Regions from separate parts of the Gossypium hirsutum genome. Here regions 1 and 2 are each linked to region 3. The links are chromatin contacts, called in public Hi-C maps. All regions are on one chromosome and are shown on one strand. The core of a region is the stretch at or near the end of the contact, and the rest is flanking DNA. Distances in the headings are between cores, read along the strand shown.

Region 1 (3,722 bases), core at 466-2,965, 120 kb before region 3:
GGGATAAAATGATTCCCGAGCAACCAGATTTCATTTTAGATACCATTGTGATATAATCGATTGGAGTAGGATTTGTGGCTTTGACTGGACAACCTCTACTACCCTTACCCTTTATAAAAAAAAAAAACAAACTATTGTTACACGTATGTATATATACATGTGTGTGTTTTTTTACTCGGGCGACGAAAGAAGTTGTATGTATTAATTTAAATATATTATATTTTATGTTAAAATTTAAATACATAATTAAAATTTGAAATTGTTTAAATTTGAAAAATTAAAAGATACATAAATTAAAATTTAATATAATACAGGAAATTTAAATATTTAAATTTAATTTAATTTTTCAGGAATTTTTTAAATCATTTAATTATTTGTTTTGTAATATTGAAAATTAAATATTAACATATTTTAAAATTGAAAATTTTAACAATTTTCAATACCTTTTAAACAATTGAATTATTTTTTAAACATTCAAATTTATAAATTTAAATTAAATATATATGTTTAAAAAAGTTATTACACTTTTATAAATAAAATAGGAAATTTAAGAACTATTTATATTATATATATAGATAAACTTTTTAAAAACTTTCTAATATTAGAATTGACATGTTTTAAATTAGTAACGAGTATTCAAGCAATTTTCAAATATTTTTTAAACTATTAGTTTAAAAGTTTTAAAAGTTTTAGTACTAGAATTGATATGGTTTAATGTTTTTTTATTATTTTAAAAGTTTTTTCATTTTTAAACTACTATTGATTGTTGTAAATATTATTTGTACAATTTTATTTTAGACTTTTATCTAAATTTTTTATAATTTTTAAAAATGTCAATATTATGTTAAAATCTGTAAAAGAATGGTAATAAAATTTTAAATATTAGTGTAACCAATATTATTTTTCATACGTTTACCGTTAATAGATTTAAAAAAATTTAAAACATCTCAGATATAAATATTTTTCCTAATAGGATTTAAAATTTTAAAGTCTCAATTCACCAATTTTTTTATTTTTAAAGTCTCAAGTTTTTTACCTGTTCGAGCTTTTAAAAATTTCTTTTAAAATTTAAGATTTTCATATTAACACGTATAAACTTATAAAATTGTCAAATATCATAAAAATAAAATGCGAATACAAATTTTTAAAATTTTTAAATTTGTATTAATTAAAATATATTGTATAATTTTTATTTTATGATTGACATTATAAATAAATCTATAATTTTTATATATTTTTTAATTTGATATTTTTATTTGATAAAAAATAGTGTTTTAAATTATTATTATTATTTAAGGGGTATGCATATTAATTTAAGATGTTATTTTTTATCGAATAAAATATTAAATTAAAAATATATAAAATTATAAATGACTTAATTTTATTTATAATATCAATCATAAATTTAAATTTATATAAAGTTATAAAATAATTTTAATATATTTTAATTGATACATATAATTGAACATATGCATTGCTGGATAAGAAAATTAGCTCGATAATATAATAAACAAAAAATATTACATTATTTAGTTAAAAAATTTGTCTATATATTATAGACAGATAATATGGATTATAAATAAATATAAAAATATATTAATGTTAAAATTAAATAAAATAAAAAGTTATCCTTACATATTAATTCGAGCAAGCGGCATTGACTAAAATAAAGAAAAGCAAGCAATAACAGCGTCTCAAGAAAAAAAAAGGGAAAGGCAGATACATACACGAATGAGTGTTACTGCATGTATTCTATTTTTCCCCCCAACCTCTTCTTAACTTGCCTTTTCTTTCTTTCCTTTATTTTTTTAAATTATTTTATTGGGATTAGACTTTAACAACCTGAATCGCTATTTCCCCCACTCTGACTCTACTTACTTCCCCGATTTTCACTTTCCGACTCCAACCACCATCTCCGGCGTGATCTACGCCTCTCATCGACTCTTCTAATCACGCTCTTTCCGCCTGATATACGGTTAGGGTTTCTTGATGCTCTCATCCACACTTGCATAGCTAGGTAACTTTCCTTTTTTTTTTTTCTCTTTATTTCCTTCAGTTTTAACTTTCTCTCCCTCTCCCACCTAATTTATTTGTTATGGAATGAATTTAATTTCGTTTGCTGCCGTATTTCTGGGATTTTAGCTCTTAATTTGTTTCTACTCTGTGTTTGGTTGCTGAGAAACCCCGTAGTATTTGAGCGACAAAGTTTGCAAAACTATACTCATTCAATTAACTTGGAACTTTCTAATTAGTCTTATATTAAATTAACCATATCAAACCATATAAGCAAGTTGAGCAGTTTAATTTATTTTTTCAGGTGAATAAATGAAGCAACTTTCGAATTAATATTATATTAAATTAACCTCATAAATTTCATCGTTTCTTTAGTAGTTTAATTAGGAATTGTTAGTTTGGCATTCGGAATTATTTCCCGTCATGCTCTACATAAGTAAGACCGACCAAAAAAAAAAAGAAAAACAGAGAACTTGAAATGCATAAGTTTTCTGCAAAGGTTTTGGTTAATTGTGAAATTCTTAACTGAGGAAGCCCAGTCACGAGTTGATGCGATATATGATATGGTTATTCTCTAAACGTCTAAGCAATTGAATGCTAATGATTAATAAGGTGGCTAGCTGTTCTTCAGCTGGTTTTTTATTATATCTATAAAGTCATGGGCACAATGCTGTTTTAGTATATATACAAGGCCCTTTTTAATGGTAACTAAAGTGATAAAGAGGTTCTTTACTTCAGATGGTTTCTTTAGGGGAGTGTGTAACGGATGAAGTTGGTACGGATAAAGTACAGAGCCCAGATGCTGGAAGTCATGCATTGCAACAGACCTCTGATAGTAAAATTCAGTCATCACAATCTGATGAAGGGAGAGGAACCCTTGCACTTATATCAGAGGAAAATCCACTTCCTATTTCTGTGATCCATGCTTCACAGTCACAGCAACAAGGAAATGCTTACTCTATGACATCCAAGAAACAATCGCTGACTCCCTCTCCATCGCCTGGTATTGATGGGAGCAGTCCCATTGTACGTGAGAAAGCCTCAGAGGATGGGTATAACTGGCGTAAATACGGGCAGAAACTTGTTAAAGGAAATGAATTTGTTCGAAGTTATTACAGATGTACACATCCAAACTGCCAAGTGAAAAAGCAATTGGAATATTCACATGATGGGAAAATGGTCGACACTGTTTATTTTGGTCAGCATGATCATGCAAAGCCGCTGAACCCACCCGTAGCTGTTGGCTTTGTTGTATCAGTCGTTGAAGAGAGACTAGATAACGCATCTCCAACTGTTATCAAAGGTAAGAAAATCATCTTAATCATTTATGACTTGTCTAATCTGATGAAGCAAAAGTTGCTTGATTTATAACTGATCTCATATTTGAAGACAAATCATTGGGTGCACATATCCAAACACCTCGCCTGATTGAGCCAGGGGATAGTTCTCAGCCTTTACCTATTGCTGCTAGTGAAGATGTGAAATCAAAATCAAATGGGATGCAAAATATTGCTTGTAATGATGATGGTCATCTCATCTCAAAACGCAGGTACCTTAGTTTATTTTTCTTGTGTGTTTGTTCCTCTTAACCTTCCGTTAACAGTCACTGAATGCAAACAGGAAGAAAGAGAGCGATAATGTTGATGTATCTCCAGTGCATAAACCAACAAGTGAATCACCTATGGTTATTAAGACACTAAGTGAGGTTG
Region 2 (3,601 bases), core at 370-2,869, 98 kb after region 3:
CGGGGTATCTGTTTACTCTTGCGAAAGCCCCAGTAAGTTGGAAGTCTACCTTACAGTCTACAGTAGCTGTGTCTACTACAGAGGCAGAATATATGGCAGTTACAGAAGCTGTTAAGGAGGCTATTTGGCTTAATGGATTGTTGAAAGACTTAGGAGTTGTTCAAAGTCACATAAGTTTATATTGTGACAGTCAGAGCGTTATTCATTTAGCGAAAAATCAAGTCTATCATTCAAGAACCAAGCATATCGACGTAAGATATCACTTTATGCGGGAAGTCTTTGAAAAAGGAAAAATTCTACTTCAGAAGATTCCGACAGCAGATAATCCCGCAGATATGATGACCAAGGTGGTAACAACAATCAAGTTTAATCATTGTTTGAACTTGATTAACATCCTGAGAATTTGAGCACCTTCAGGTGTATGGCGCTCGAGAGTGCATTTGTAGGCACTACAAAAGATAACTTTATCGAATTTGGGGAGTTGAAGGAAGTGTGTGAAGATGTGATTATCCTAATCAAATCTTCAAGGTGGAGATTGTTAACATTAATGGGAGACAACATTAATGGCAAACAATACAAAGTGGTGCAAGTTTAGCACCCTAAAGTTGACTTTGAAAAAGTGGCATGGGATAATTTTTTTTTGGTCCTTGAGATAATGGGCTATTTATTGTTTGGTCTTTAAACCTCAACTATAAATAGGTCTTCTCGTTTCTCATTTCAATTCATCCCAACCAATCTTTCTCTCTTAGTTTTCTCTCTTCTCCCATTTGAGAATTCTTAAGGAATTCTATTTGTTTGTAATATTTTGGAGATAGTAAAGTTATCATCTGGTGTTAGTGCCCGAGGACGTAGGTATAATTTACCGAACCTCGTTAAATCTCTTGTGTTCTTTCTTGTCCTATTTTTCTTTCAATATTTGAGGGTATAATAGTAGTATTTAATTGTGCTATTAAATTACTATAGAAGGGATATTCTGTCTAAGGAAAGACTTGGTATTTAAGAGATCCATGTGATCCACCTCTCTTACCTGGGAATTGAACTTTGTGTGATTTTTTAGTACAATAATTTACACGCTTCCAACCCTATTGGAACAACACTAAGCACATGGGATTCGCTCATTTTTTTAAAAAACTGTGAATGGATAACGCTTACTTGGATCTAGTTCTGTAATCATGGCAGCTCCTTTGAAGCTGCAAGATCCTCCTTTGTGCTTGAACCTTTGGAAGTAATCATTGAAGGCATAGGAAGCATGGTTTGTCATAGTGTTTGGAAAATAACAAGCCTGGTTTACCTGAATCTTACTGCAATCTGCACCACCTTCCCCACATGCCCAATCCAGGGCTACCTTCAACTCTTCATCTGGGGTTTGTTCATCTGCTATGCACCATTGCTCGTATTCCGCAACTGATATTAACATTTATATGAGAACACCATTTTACAACATACATAAGAAATCATGGCCAGGAGGTTTTTAAGAATGTACCTGATTTTTGAGGAATAATAATTGACATAAACAGCAGCACAAGCGTTATCTTTACCAACAAGGGTGACATTGAGGAGGGAGAGAGAGTGGAAGTGGGGAAATGATCTTATAGTATCTATCCACTGATAAAACTCATAAATCAATATCCCTTTTATAGTGTGGAAAGCATTACATACGCTAGGTGCCATGTGAATGGGTATGTGTACTGTTGGTTATCCTTTTAGGTTTTTAGTTTTTTCTGCCATTAGTTCTTATACTTTGCGAAAGTTGTAAATTTAATCCCTATATTTCTATTTATCAAAATTTAATCCCTCTATTTTCCAAATTTTAAAATTTTAATCCTCACCAAACAAAAACAAAACATATTATATGTATAGTATTATGTTAGCTCATTATTTTCACATATTACTCGCTTCCAGTTAATGGAATATTGATTATCATGAGTTAAAAAAATTAAAAATTCAAAATTCAAAAGAATATAAAAACTTAGAATCATTAAACAGGAAAAAATAGACTAAACCTATAATTGTACACATAACATTGAATTTAACTGTTACTATTTGAATATCAATTAAAATAAGAGTACATGAACTACTAACAATTTTTTTATTTCAAAATCCAGTCACCCCTGCCATGTGCCTTAGAAGAATATATTCCCTGTATGTGTATCAGACTAAAAATAAGCAAATCTATGATCCATTTAAAGGAACTTGGAGCAACAAGACTACCCACAGGTGCTTGGCAATCCTAAGAAACCACAAATCGAATTAAAAGCAAGCAATTTATTACTTACAAGCACATGTCAAAAATAATTTACACTGGTTGTGTACTAATAAAATAAAGGAATAATATACAACGAAAACTCATGGTTACAGGAAGCACTGACTAAGAACCCAATCTTTCAGCAGAGATGACAGTAATGCATTCCCAACTTCCAACCATCAATTGGATCACCCTTTCAAGCCAATTTGAAAAACTAAAAATAAAAATAGTAAGATTTCAAAATGCCTACATTCAACTCGAATAAATGAATAGTTCTAACCTCGAACCATGTACTTTTAGTGAAGATTTTCCAACACAAAGAGCTTGAAACATGGAAAATCTACATAAAATGATAAAAAAAATTATTTTATTTTTTGGCTGAGACCATATAACGAGGGGAAAAAGAATGGATGTCACTTAATTACAGTTAAATATAAATTGGATACTACAGGAAAAGGACCACTCTCCCTCGTACTTGGCAAGAAAATGGATGACAAACAACAGGTCCGAAGGATTCGAATTCTTCCATGGTTTTTCATTCAACACAGTCAAAAGCAAAATCATGGATGCAACCTCAGCATACCTGAAGACAAAGAACACACCATAAACATCCGAAACCAGTTTTGGGTGATATCAAATGGTTTGGCTGCATGATACCATTTTTTGGCTGAAAAAAGAATTCATGATATCTTCTTTGGTCATGGAGGAAGAATATATGAAGCAGACATGAAATATTTAATAACTACACATTCAATTTAAAGGAGAAAGGATGGCCAAGTTACCATAATTCGGATGTCCACCAGTATGAGGCAAGGACTAGTCACTTGTCAGACAACCGAGAGTCACAAGGGGTCAACCTGAAGAAAGTTAGTTCAACCAACACCCACTATATCAACCAGACTCGAAAAAACTTGCAACAGCTGAATAAAGTTGCTCTTCCTCAAAAGGCTTCGACACATAGCCATCCATCCCACATTTCATGCACTCTTCGTTTGTAGCCTGGATGACATCAGCTGTCATTGCCAATATTGGAATGTGCCAGTAAGACACATTTCCATACATATCAATTGATGCTTCTCCAGAAGCAATATTTTCATTGACCTGAGTCTCCACACTGCGGATTTGCCTAGTTGCTTCAAACCTGCATAAATATTTGGAGCATCAGGATGGTGATGTACTCTTAAGAGTAGGATCTTGAAGATGTTTTGATCCATAGGTAAAAAGTAACAAATAAATATAATAATAACGTTCAGTTTACCCATTTACTTCAATTGACCAAGAATCTATCAAACACATCAGCATTCTTTTTACTCCATATCTAAACCCAAATAACTGGTTCTTGATAAACTTATACCT
Region 3 (3,570 bases), core at 1,017-3,516:
AATAATATATATGCATTCGAAGAAGTGCAAGTGATAAGTACACTAGTAATCAAAATATGAAATTAATGAGATGTTAATAACTCGGTTATATGCATATAATGTATATACATATGTTCGTTTATATGTATTAGTTAAATATAGATTCTTTTAGATATCAACAAAATGACTTAAGATATTAGTGTTTGAACAGTAATTATATTGGATATTTGTGATCTTAACAATTTTACTTAAGGAATTATATGATTCTTTTATAAGTATTTTAGTTATGCTATAGACTTACTAAGCTATAAAATCTTACTTTGTTTGTTTACGTCTCTCTGTTTTATAGACTTAAAGAGCAAGTTTCAGGCTCGGGGATCGTCAGCAAGATCATCACTCTATTTATAGTCTGGGTATTAAATGTTTTAAAATTTTAACTTATGGCATGTATAGACTGGATAATATTTTGAAAGTTGTACTTGATGTACAGTATATATAATTAATAGCCATACGAATATGGCTTATTTTCTTATAGTTTAACTGGATTCAAATCTTATGTTCTGTTTAAAATGATCAAAGTAGAATTTATATATTATACTTATTTAAATATTAAACTTTGCTTATTATATTTAATAATAATTTTCTGAAAATTATTAAACTATACCGGATGTCTGTTTTGAGTTATGTTTGATTAGTAATGCCTCTTAACCCCAAATTCGACGACGGATACAGGGTAGGGGTGATACATATGCCACAATCATATATATATATTCGTATGTTTATATATATTGTACTTGAATCATAAAAGTACAAATCGAAATCGTGGTTACTTATCAGCGACTCTTGTCTTTCCTTTCCCTCTCAATGGGCCAATGTCGCATTTAGCTACGTTTGATAATTCAATTTATAAACAACATCATATTTCATCAAATGCATATCCAAATACAAAGTCAACTATATTTTTCATTTGATTCAGTTTAGTCTCTATACTTGGGATAAGCATATTTTTCGATGTCTAGCTTTGGATCAAAATCCAATTTCACATTATTTCATTAGAAACCCTATACTTCATATTCATAGCACAATCTTATGACAAATTTTTAATTTATTCAATTTGGTCCCTAATGTTACAAAGTTAACTATCAAACTTATTTAAGTTTACAATTTAGTCTTTATCATGATCTAAGCTTAATAGCTATCAAATTCAAGCCTCTTTTATCAATTTCTAAATAATGACAACTTGCTAAAAACTTGACAATTGAAAAAATTAAGACATGTGCTAGCTAAATCAAACTTGGTGATCATAAATCTATAAAACTTAATGAAAAAAGCTTGGTTACCTTGAAATTTTTGCTTGCCGGATATCTAAAGGTCAACAAGGATTTTTCTTTTCTTTTTTCTCTTAAAGTTTGGGACGGCGAAAGCAAATGAGTAAGATGGTACATTCATCCTCCACTAACTTAATATTTATACTATGATTAGTTATTAATTAAGCTTGTTTAATTAGATTAATTAAGGTTTTATTATAATAAGTTAACTATTAATTAAATTAAGTAGTATCCACCACCACTATCACCATCTACTATCTCATATTAATCCATGGTTAAATAATTATTTTGGTCTTTTAGATAATTATTATTTAGGTCCTTAAGTCTTTTTTAATTAAAACTCAATAGCGATTGGATTTTTACAATTTAGTCCCTGAGCTTTAATTAACTATTTTCTCAGTGAAATTACTTATCTGAACTTCAATATATTTTTACACTAATTCTATAAATATTCATATTTTATATTTACGGGTTCGATTTACAAAAAGAGAATTTTGAACCTATATTTTCGAGACCACAAAAATCAGGTTGTTACAGTAATATGTATAATAAGTAATAATTGTACGTAGGATCACCCAAATTAAAAATATTTAATATGATTAAAATTAAGTGAATATGGATTGTTAGATAAAGTATTGTGTAAATAATTGTATTCATCTACACTATCTTTCATGAAAAATGTATTCACTAATACTACAGTCCCATTTTAAATTATCTATATGATATGTGCCTTGGACAATTAGACTGCATGCACTGAACCAATTTGTACGTCTATTCAAGTTTCATTTTGATTCAATTTCGACCAAGACTTGCAATTGACCAAACAAAGCCTTAATTAAAGAAAAGATGGAGGAAAAATTTTCAGTCAAGCGGGCTGGCTAAATTAAACGGTAAAACACTTGATGGACGGACCAAGACTTGATTCAGACCGAATAAATGGTTGGCCATGTGAACCAGGTGAGGAGGGACTGGATCTTTGCCCTGGGATGTAGACTATTGAGCATCCTATTAGGCTATTACCTCTTGGTTGAAAATACTTAATCTAATATGGTTTAATCATTTTGGGCATTTTAAATTAATATTAATTTAGAAATATAAAAAATTAAAAATTCAGAAAAAATAGAAATAAGAAACTATAATTGAAAAAAGATTAAGGATACAAATGAGGTCGCTCAATTCAAAACTCAAGTCAATCGGTCAAAAAGCAAAATCCAGGGTCACATTTCAAGTTCAAATCCAAATCTAAATCTAATTTCGATCCATGCCAAAGTTAAAAGCCTTTTCACCGGTCCAAATCTAATTTTAGTCTGAAGTTCATTTCACTAATTGTTAGGGCCCCAATCTTTGGCCCTTTTTCTTTTAATTCGAAAGGGAATGCACCACTAGATTAAGATTTTTATAGTTTATTATTATTATTTATTAATGCTATTTACTATTTTATTCTAAAAAAATAAAAAAAAATTCAAATTTTAAATTATTCGAATTGATTTAATCGAATCAAATCAATTTCTTTTTTTGAATTTCAAATTCGAATCGAATTAAATTTTCGAATTCAAATAATTTAAATAAACTAAATATCAAATCCTTCTACTTCCTCCCCCCGCCCCGTTGCAACCCTTAAAAGTCAAACCCTTTTACTTTTTTTCAAAAAATCTTACTTTTCCGAACACTCAATTTTTTCCCTTTTACCATCCCACAATTTTTACTTCCCTCTAAAATAATTTACTTCTTCCCAAATCCCCAAAATTATTTCCTTTTTATTTTCCCCCAAACACCCCAAAAAAAATTTTCTTTTTGTTTTCCCCCAAAAATTTTACTTCCTCCTAAATTTCAATTTTTTTTTCAAATTTATGTCTACTATTTGTATTATTGAATTAAATTTCACATTTTGTACTATTTATATTATTAAATTGTTTAATCATGTTGAATCTTTATAAATTTCTGTTAAAATTTAATTATTGGTGATGACATAAAATATTCATGTTAAAATCTTTTTTTAGTATCAATTTCACATTTTATCTTTAAAATAAATTTTATTTAAAAAATCATATTTTTATATTTAATATTTTTTTTAATTTCAAAATACATTGTGACAAGAACCAGAAGATAATTGAAGCAACTATGAAAACAAAAAAGCTAACCCGTATATTAAATATTAATAAATAAATTATGAGGGGTTGAAAGTTAATAACAAATTTGAATATGGTGGATGGCAATGGATACAATGACCCAAAATCATTTTTTTAAATTTAATCCAAATAAA

What was found. Hi-C and Micro-C count contacts between places; a contact is called where the count stands out from the background.
Region 1: a contact with region 3 is called in a Hi-C map of hypocotyl, with 5 times the contacts expected there. The contact joins the promoter of LOC107954934 here to the enhancer-like site in region 3. A contact is called at or near these places in 6 of 34 Hi-C or Micro-C datasets (hypocotyl, leaf and petal).
Region 2: a contact with region 3 is called in a Hi-C map of leaf, with 2.4 times the contacts expected there. The contact joins the promoter of LOC107956752 here to the enhancer-like site in region 3. A contact is called at or near these places in 7 of 34 Hi-C or Micro-C datasets (anther, callus, hypocotyl and 2 more).

Annotation. Positions count from the first base shown.
Region 1 is chrD07:36,235,961-36,239,682 of Gossypium_hirsutum_v2.1, reverse strand. LOC107954934 (WRKY transcription factor 1) reads left to right here and starts at 1,715. Exons shown (of 5, transcript XM_016890628.2): 1 at 1,715-2,017; 2 at 2,752-3,316; 3 at 3,403-3,562; 4 at 3,634-3,722. The coding sequence starts at 2,752.
Region 2 is chrD07:36,012,970-36,016,570 of Gossypium_hirsutum_v2.1, reverse strand. LOC107956752 (glucan endo-1,3-beta-glucosidase 4) reads right to left here and starts at 1,619. Exons shown (of 3, transcript XM_016892290.2): 1 at 1,484-1,619; 2 at 1,153-1,404. The coding sequence starts at 1,553. It overlaps LOC107954738 (histidine kinase 2), which reads right to left. Exons shown (of 15, transcript XM_041096574.1): 13 at 3,028-3,386; 14 at 2,721-2,828; 15 at 2,251-2,585. The coding sequence ends at 3,137.
Region 3 is chrD07:36,111,912-36,115,481 of Gossypium_hirsutum_v2.1, reverse strand. No RefSeq gene overlaps it. Among protein-coding and RNA genes, the nearest start is that of LOC121219066, 41 kb to the right of the region's middle. Within about 2 kb of position 2,266, at least 3 of the 9 cell types and tissues checked have an H3K27ac peak or open chromatin away from gene starts, as enhancers often do. A contact at or near this core is called in hypocotyl and leaf, where this site is marked.